Regions from separate parts of the Mus musculus genome. Here region 1 is linked to region 2. Evidence: chromatin contacts called from public Micro-C data. All regions are on one chromosome and are shown on one strand. Each heading gives the region's core, a stretch centred on a gene start, on an enhancer-like site or on the middle of the called end of the contact. The rest is flanking DNA. Distances are from core to core; before and after follow the strand shown. Region 1 overlaps Dnm3 (dynamin 3). Region 2 overlaps Dnm3 (dynamin 3).

Region 1 (2,864 bases), core at 98-2,597, 360 kb before region 2:
TGTAACTTACATTGTGAGTAGAAATACTATTATTGTACAATTAGTAAACAATGAAAATATATGCAAGCATTTTTAGTTTTTCAATTTAGTTTTGTTTTGAATTCTAAGTTTTATTTTTATTTTGTGTGTATGAATATTTTTGCCTGCATACATGTACTTGCAACGTCAATGCCTGTAGAAGCCAGAAGAAGGCACTGATCCCCAGGAACTCTAGTTACTGATACATGAGTTACCATGTGTGCGCCTGGAACTGAACCCAGGTCCTCTGCACAAGCAGTAAGTGTTCTTAACTACTCAGCCATCTCTCCAGCCCATAAACCAAACCAAACCAAACATTTATTTTACATTTATTTCATAGTGTGTTCTTGTATGTTTGCATTTTTGTGTGTTCCTGTGTGTTTGTATTTTTTGTGTGTTCGTGTGTGTGTGTGTGTGTGAGAGAGAGAGAGAGAGACACACACATATACACACACACACACACACACACACAGAGAGAGAGAGAGAGAGAGAGAGAGAGAGAAGATAATTTGAGGATATAGGCCCTCTTCTACTGTAAGGGTTCCAGGATCAAACTCAGGTCATCAGCCTTAGCATCACTGAGCCATCTAGCTGGCTCCAGAAATGTTTTCAGTCACTGACTTGAGACATGCATGACAAGTTCTCACCCTCAAGGGTGGATGTCACCCCCCCCCCATCAGCCTCACTCCAACCTGCTGTTTCCTTCCACTTTATGGATGGGCTGCTGGGGTTGTCTTGTTCTTTCTGGCCTCTCACTGCCTCTTCCCTGAGACACAGCTTCAGCATCTCCTGCTTCTTGCTCTTACGTTGTCACTTCTCCTGTAACACTCGACAGAAGCTGTCAGTGTTCACCTGTGAACACGCTGTTTGTTTGCATGTATCCCAGGGCGCTCTCTTGACTTCACATTCTGTCCCAGACTCAGGCCACAGTTCTCTTGCTTTCACAACAAAACTCCTTAACAGCGTTGCTGATCATCGGTCTCTACTTCCTGGCTTTTTGCTTTCCTATAATCCCAAATGAGTTATCCTTTCTCCCACACTTCCACTGTGGCTTCTTACTAATGTCCTGAAGGACCTGGAAGGTCTTCACCTTTCTATTGGACTTCAGCTCACCTCTCTTGAGTTTTCTCTCAGCCCTCCACCTCTGTTTCCGATTACCACACCGGGGCCCAGTGCCCTGAGCCTTTCTGAATATAACGAGTTCCAAATATATATGTTTATCTAGCTCAGACTTCTCCCTGCATGACAGACTCTAGGAATGTAGCCCCAGAGGCATTTCTGTGCTAATTAGAAAAAGCTACCTTGTTGTTTTGGCTGCAAGCTCTTGGCTGCCATCTTCTGGGGGAGTCTGCAGCATCCACACACACTGGATTAAACTGAACCAACTGCATTGGTACAACCCTCATCGGGAGTAGATGCCCTGTGTGTGTGTGTGTGTGTGTGTGTGTGCGCGCGCGCATGCATGTGCATGCTCACATGCAGCTCAGTGAGTTCCCACCTTGGACTCCTCATTTCTGCCTCCTTCCCCATCCTGTCCCAGGCCCTTCCTTCCAGTTTCTTCTACTTCAGAATTCTTCTGATTGCTGAGGTGGATTCCTGTGAAGCCACTGTTAGCACCCTCTTCTCCTGCAGCCCAACGGGAACCCATCAGTAGATCATCTTCTCTTCCCTTCAGAGTATGTTAGAATTCAACCATTTCTCAACTCTTTGGTGTCCAAGAGTTGCTCCAAGCCCCTTCTGCTATTACTTGGATTATTATAGTGTCTGCTTCCTCTAGCTCCCCATTGTGTCCCCCTTAATCCAGCATCCAGTGCCACTCATTTCAATGTCTTCATATTTTCTCCCTAGCCCCTGTCCCTCTGTAGTCTACATTATCACTCAGGGTAAGCACAAAGTCCCCTAGAATGAATGGCTCTCCATCATCCGAGCCTGCTCCTACCTCCAACCACAGCTGCCTTCATTCTCCTCTCTAGCAAGCTCAGCATGCCGTGACTGCAATCACTCTGTCTAAATGCTCTTACACACAGAGATAGCTTGCTCCCTCCTGTTCTTCAATTGTTGCTCAAATGCCACTTTATCATATCAAAGAAGCCTCAAAATATTGCTCCAGAATTCCCCACAATATCCAGCCCCCCTGTCTTCCCAGCCCCCCATGTCTTTCCAACCCCCCTGTCTTTCATTGTCTCTGCCACTCTTGCCAACTGGCAGGTACACAGGTACACATTGCTACCACGTAGCTTCATTACATAGTGACCTTGCGAGCAGTGGTTTTCTTCCCCCTCTGTTAAGCCTCAGTTTCTGCAAGTAGATTTTAAAGAGGATTCTTCAATTAACTAAGTATAAATAAAGACATCGCAGAATCCATTTGTGGGACACAAAGGTTTCTGATAATCCTGCACGCAGAAACTCTCCAAGTTCTAGGATAAAGGTATTTTCTGGAGTCCAGAAGTGAATTTAAATCGAAATTGGCAACCTCAGTGATTTTCTAACCTTCTGGAAGGACGCTGGCTGGGTTCCTGCAGAAAGAGCGAGTAGGTGCCATCTAGTGGTGACCAAGGAGACCCGCTTTGTGCTACACAAATTGTCAGTGGTAAGTTTTTATTAATTTAACTGACAATTTGACACAATTGTGTAATATATTATAAACATATTCAATCCTTCTGGCTCTCTTTTATCCCCCCTCATACGCCTAAAGACATTACTCTTCTCAACCAGTCTCTTGTACTTTCGTGACATATTATCACATGAAGGTCCTGTACAACCACCCCAGCTGCTACGCTTCACGACTCCATCAACCACAGCATATCCAGAAGACAGTGTTTTATAGACCCCCCCCCAGGTCTTAT
Region 2 (3,009 bases), core at 42-2,541:
TTTCAAAGCTTTTTACGCACAGATGTGCAGGGAAATGAGAACTTCGCACTTATGAACAGTTTTGGCTCTATTTCCTCTGAGTCCAACCGTCTTCTTAAGCACTCTTCTCCCTGTGGCTATGCAGCACCGGATATTTTTTTTTTTTCCTAAGAGCATATTTTGTGAAGGATTTCTCCAGGGCAATGGCAATCTTTGTAAGACAGATGCCTGAAGGACATATGGTTTCCATACATTTTCTGTCTAGACTGGCTTTATTTAGTGACTCTTGGTCTGAACTGGTCTAGTTAAAGTTTCTCCAGGAGCTTGTATAAAACTTTTAGATGTGGACATACCATTAAGGTGTAAAACAAAAACCTTGCCTTCATATTGGCAAGAGAGTAGAAGGGGTCGTTGGCCACTTTCCTCTAGACGAAGTTGTTCTGATCACATTGAATGTCCACTCACCCATTGCACCTCCAAACACTGCCAAGAATAGAGGGGAACTCTTAGTCTGTAAACTCCTCACTGTTTTCCTGAATAAATTCTTTGCATTGCTTGTGCATGTGTGTGCGTGTGTGTATGTTGTGTGTATGTGTGTGTGTCTGTGTGTATGTGTGTGTCTGTGTGTGTGTGTATCTGTGTGTGTGTCTGTGTGTGTGTGTCTGTGTGTGCATGTTTATGTGTCTGTGTGTGTGTATGTCTGTGTCTGTGTGTGTGTGTGTGTTGTATGTGTATGTCTCTGTGTGTGTGTGTCTGTGTGTGTGTGTATCTGTGTGTCTGTGTGTGTGTGTCTGTGTGTGTGTGTGTCTGTGTATGCGCGTGTGTGTGTCTGTGTATGTTGTATGTGTATGTCTGTGTGTGTGTGTGTGTCTGTGTGTGTCTGTGTGTGTGTGAAAGCTCTAATTCCTTCTTTACATGGCCCAGGGGACCTATGATTTCTTGCCCTTTTAGCACCAATTTTTACAAACACAGCATTTTTTTTTTCCTGACTTGAAGGAGAAGAAAAACCACCCAACAAGCCACTGAGTAAGGGACTTAGCCATTTGGCATTTCGGTAGCTCCTTCAACCAACAATGAAAATTCTGTTTTAAAATGTGGTTTCTGGGCCAGTGTTCAAGGCTGCTCTAGAAACAATAAGATCCTTTCAGAGGGAAAGAATAACTTCGAGGCTTGCCCAGAAGTCAGCTCTGCTCCCTCTTTTGTGGGAACCCCAGACCTATTTTACTGCCTCACAACTACAGGCTCCTGCAAAAGAGACACTGTGGGCCACTCTGCACGTGTCCCGCCTCCCCCAAGTGCCATTGCTTGCTCTGAGCATTTAATTGGTCTTCCTTACATATTTGTTCGCTGGCATGGCAGCTCAAAAGGCACAGTGCCTCTCTGTTTTTCTGTTTGCTTTCATTTGTTTCTTTTGTTTTTTTAAATGTTGAGCTTCAAAGGCATATTAGAGCTCCCCCTGCTGGATGTTTTTTAGAACACTGTTTGAGTTAGCCAGCAGTACAGGGCAACTCTTTGTCTCCAATTTTTGCCAGTTAAAGGGCAAAAAAGTACTGTGTGGTGCATTTAAAACTGGCCTTTTGACTCACCAGCTGTCATTTAGTCCTTTCTATATCCTCAGATTCTGTGCGTTTATTTTGTAACAGCAAAGCAATTTTTCAAAAAGAATTTGCCTGTTCACAGCCGCTCTGAAACAGTTACACTCTCTGAAATTCCCCCCTCATCGTCCTAGAAGGCAAGAAGGGCTCTCTCATCTCTTCTAAAGCATTAGTGAGTCCTACTGTCTCACAGAGGTGCGAACCGCTGTCTTTTCCTTCCCTGCTCCTGCCCTTTCTTTTCCATGACTTCAAATGACAGGAGACTATATACCCCGGAAGTGGAAACCTCCACTAGGGATAGCTGCCTCTGGGTACCTCCTTCAGAACTTCACTTCCTTCCTTTGGATGTTAAAGTCAGATCCTCCCTCTCCTGGCGCCTAAGGTGGGAGGGAGGTGAGGGCCAGGAAGAAAAAGGGAAGTCAGAGAATTAGAGGAAAGGATGTTAGTCCCCTACTTTAATGGGAATGGGCTCTATGGTACAAAGCCCCAAAGGGAGTTCTATTTCTAGGGAAAGAAGGGAGAGGGAGGAAAGGGGGGGAGGGGAAAGGAAGATGGGTGGCAGAATGAGAAGATGCTAAGGAATAGGGAGAAAGAGGAGGATAGGAAGGAGGGAGGGAATTCACTGGAAGGAGTGTCATGTCATCTGACTTAATTCAATGGCCATATGCTGCAAATGTCTGGAAAAATCGGGCCCTACCCCCTGTTTTCTCAGGCTCTGTTCTTAAGTCCACTTCTCTCTACCTTCTTCATCCCCTTCCTTCCTCTCCTCGCCTTAACTGTCATTAGTGATATAGTACAGAGGCCACTGTAGAAAACGAAATATCACATCTAGTCTTGTAAACACCACAGTTTCATACAACTAAACATTCTCTAGGTCATTTCCTCATTTTAGCAGCTCCAAACAAGTCACATGATACTTGTGGCAAAGGGTGGGGTGACGTTTGATTTTCTAAATAGCATCACTTGTCCAGCTTACTTTCTTTATAGGCACCCATTCCTATTCCTGGAATGTCAGACCCTCAACTTCCCCTGTGCTCTAGAATCAATCCCTCCCTCCCCTCTCCTCCTCCTGCTTCTTCTTCTTTTTCTTCTTCTTCTTCTTCTTCTTCTTCTTCTTCTTCTTCTTCTTCTTCTTCTTCTCCTTCTCCTTCTCCTTCTCCTTCTCCTTCTCCTTCTCCTTCTCCTTCTCCTTCTCCTTCTCCTTCTCCTTCTCCTTCTCCTTCTCCTTCTCCTTCTCCTTCTCCTTCTCCTTCTCCTTCTCCTTCTCCTCTCCTTCTCCTTCTCCTTCTCCTTCTCCTTCTCCTTCTCCTTCTCCTTCTCCTTCTCCTTCTCCTTCTCCTTCTTCTTCTTCTCTCTCTCTCTCTCTCTCTCTCTCTCTCTCTCTCTCTCTCTCTCTCTCATACACACACACACACACACACACACCATCTCTAAG

The links. Hi-C and Micro-C count contacts between places; a contact is called where the count stands out from the background.
Region 1: a contact with region 2 is called in a Micro-C map of palatal mesenchyme, with 2.2 times the contacts expected there. The contact joins two enhancer-like sites. A contact is called at or near these places in 2 of 39 promoter capture datasets (embryonic stem cells and liver), 3 of 484 Hi-C or Micro-C datasets (bone marrow-derived macrophages, cerebral cortex and palatal mesenchyme), 4 of 115 datasets of contacts at active chromatin or transcription factors (bone marrow-derived macrophages, differentiating embryonic stem cells, embryonic basal ganglia and 1 more) and 2 of 9 other capture datasets (adipose tissue and liver).

Annotation. Positions count from the first base shown.
Region 1 is chr1:162,357,929-162,360,792 of GRCm38.p6, reverse strand. All of the region lies in intron 2 of Dnm3 (dynamin 3), which reads left to right. Among named protein-coding and RNA genes, the nearest start is that of Gm39688, 21 kb to the left of the region's middle. Within about 2 kb of position 1,347, at least 16 of the 459 cell types and tissues checked have an H3K27ac peak or open chromatin away from gene starts, as enhancers often do. A contact at or near this core is called in palatal mesenchyme, where this site is marked.
Region 2 is chr1:161,998,418-162,001,426 of GRCm38.p6, reverse strand. All of the region lies in intron 20 of Dnm3 (dynamin 3), which reads left to right. Among named protein-coding and RNA genes, the nearest start is that of 2810442N19Rik, 5.0 kb to the left of the region's middle. Within about 2 kb of position 1,291, at least 169 of the 459 cell types and tissues checked have an H3K27ac peak or open chromatin away from gene starts, as enhancers often do. A contact at or near this core is called in palatal mesenchyme, where this site is marked.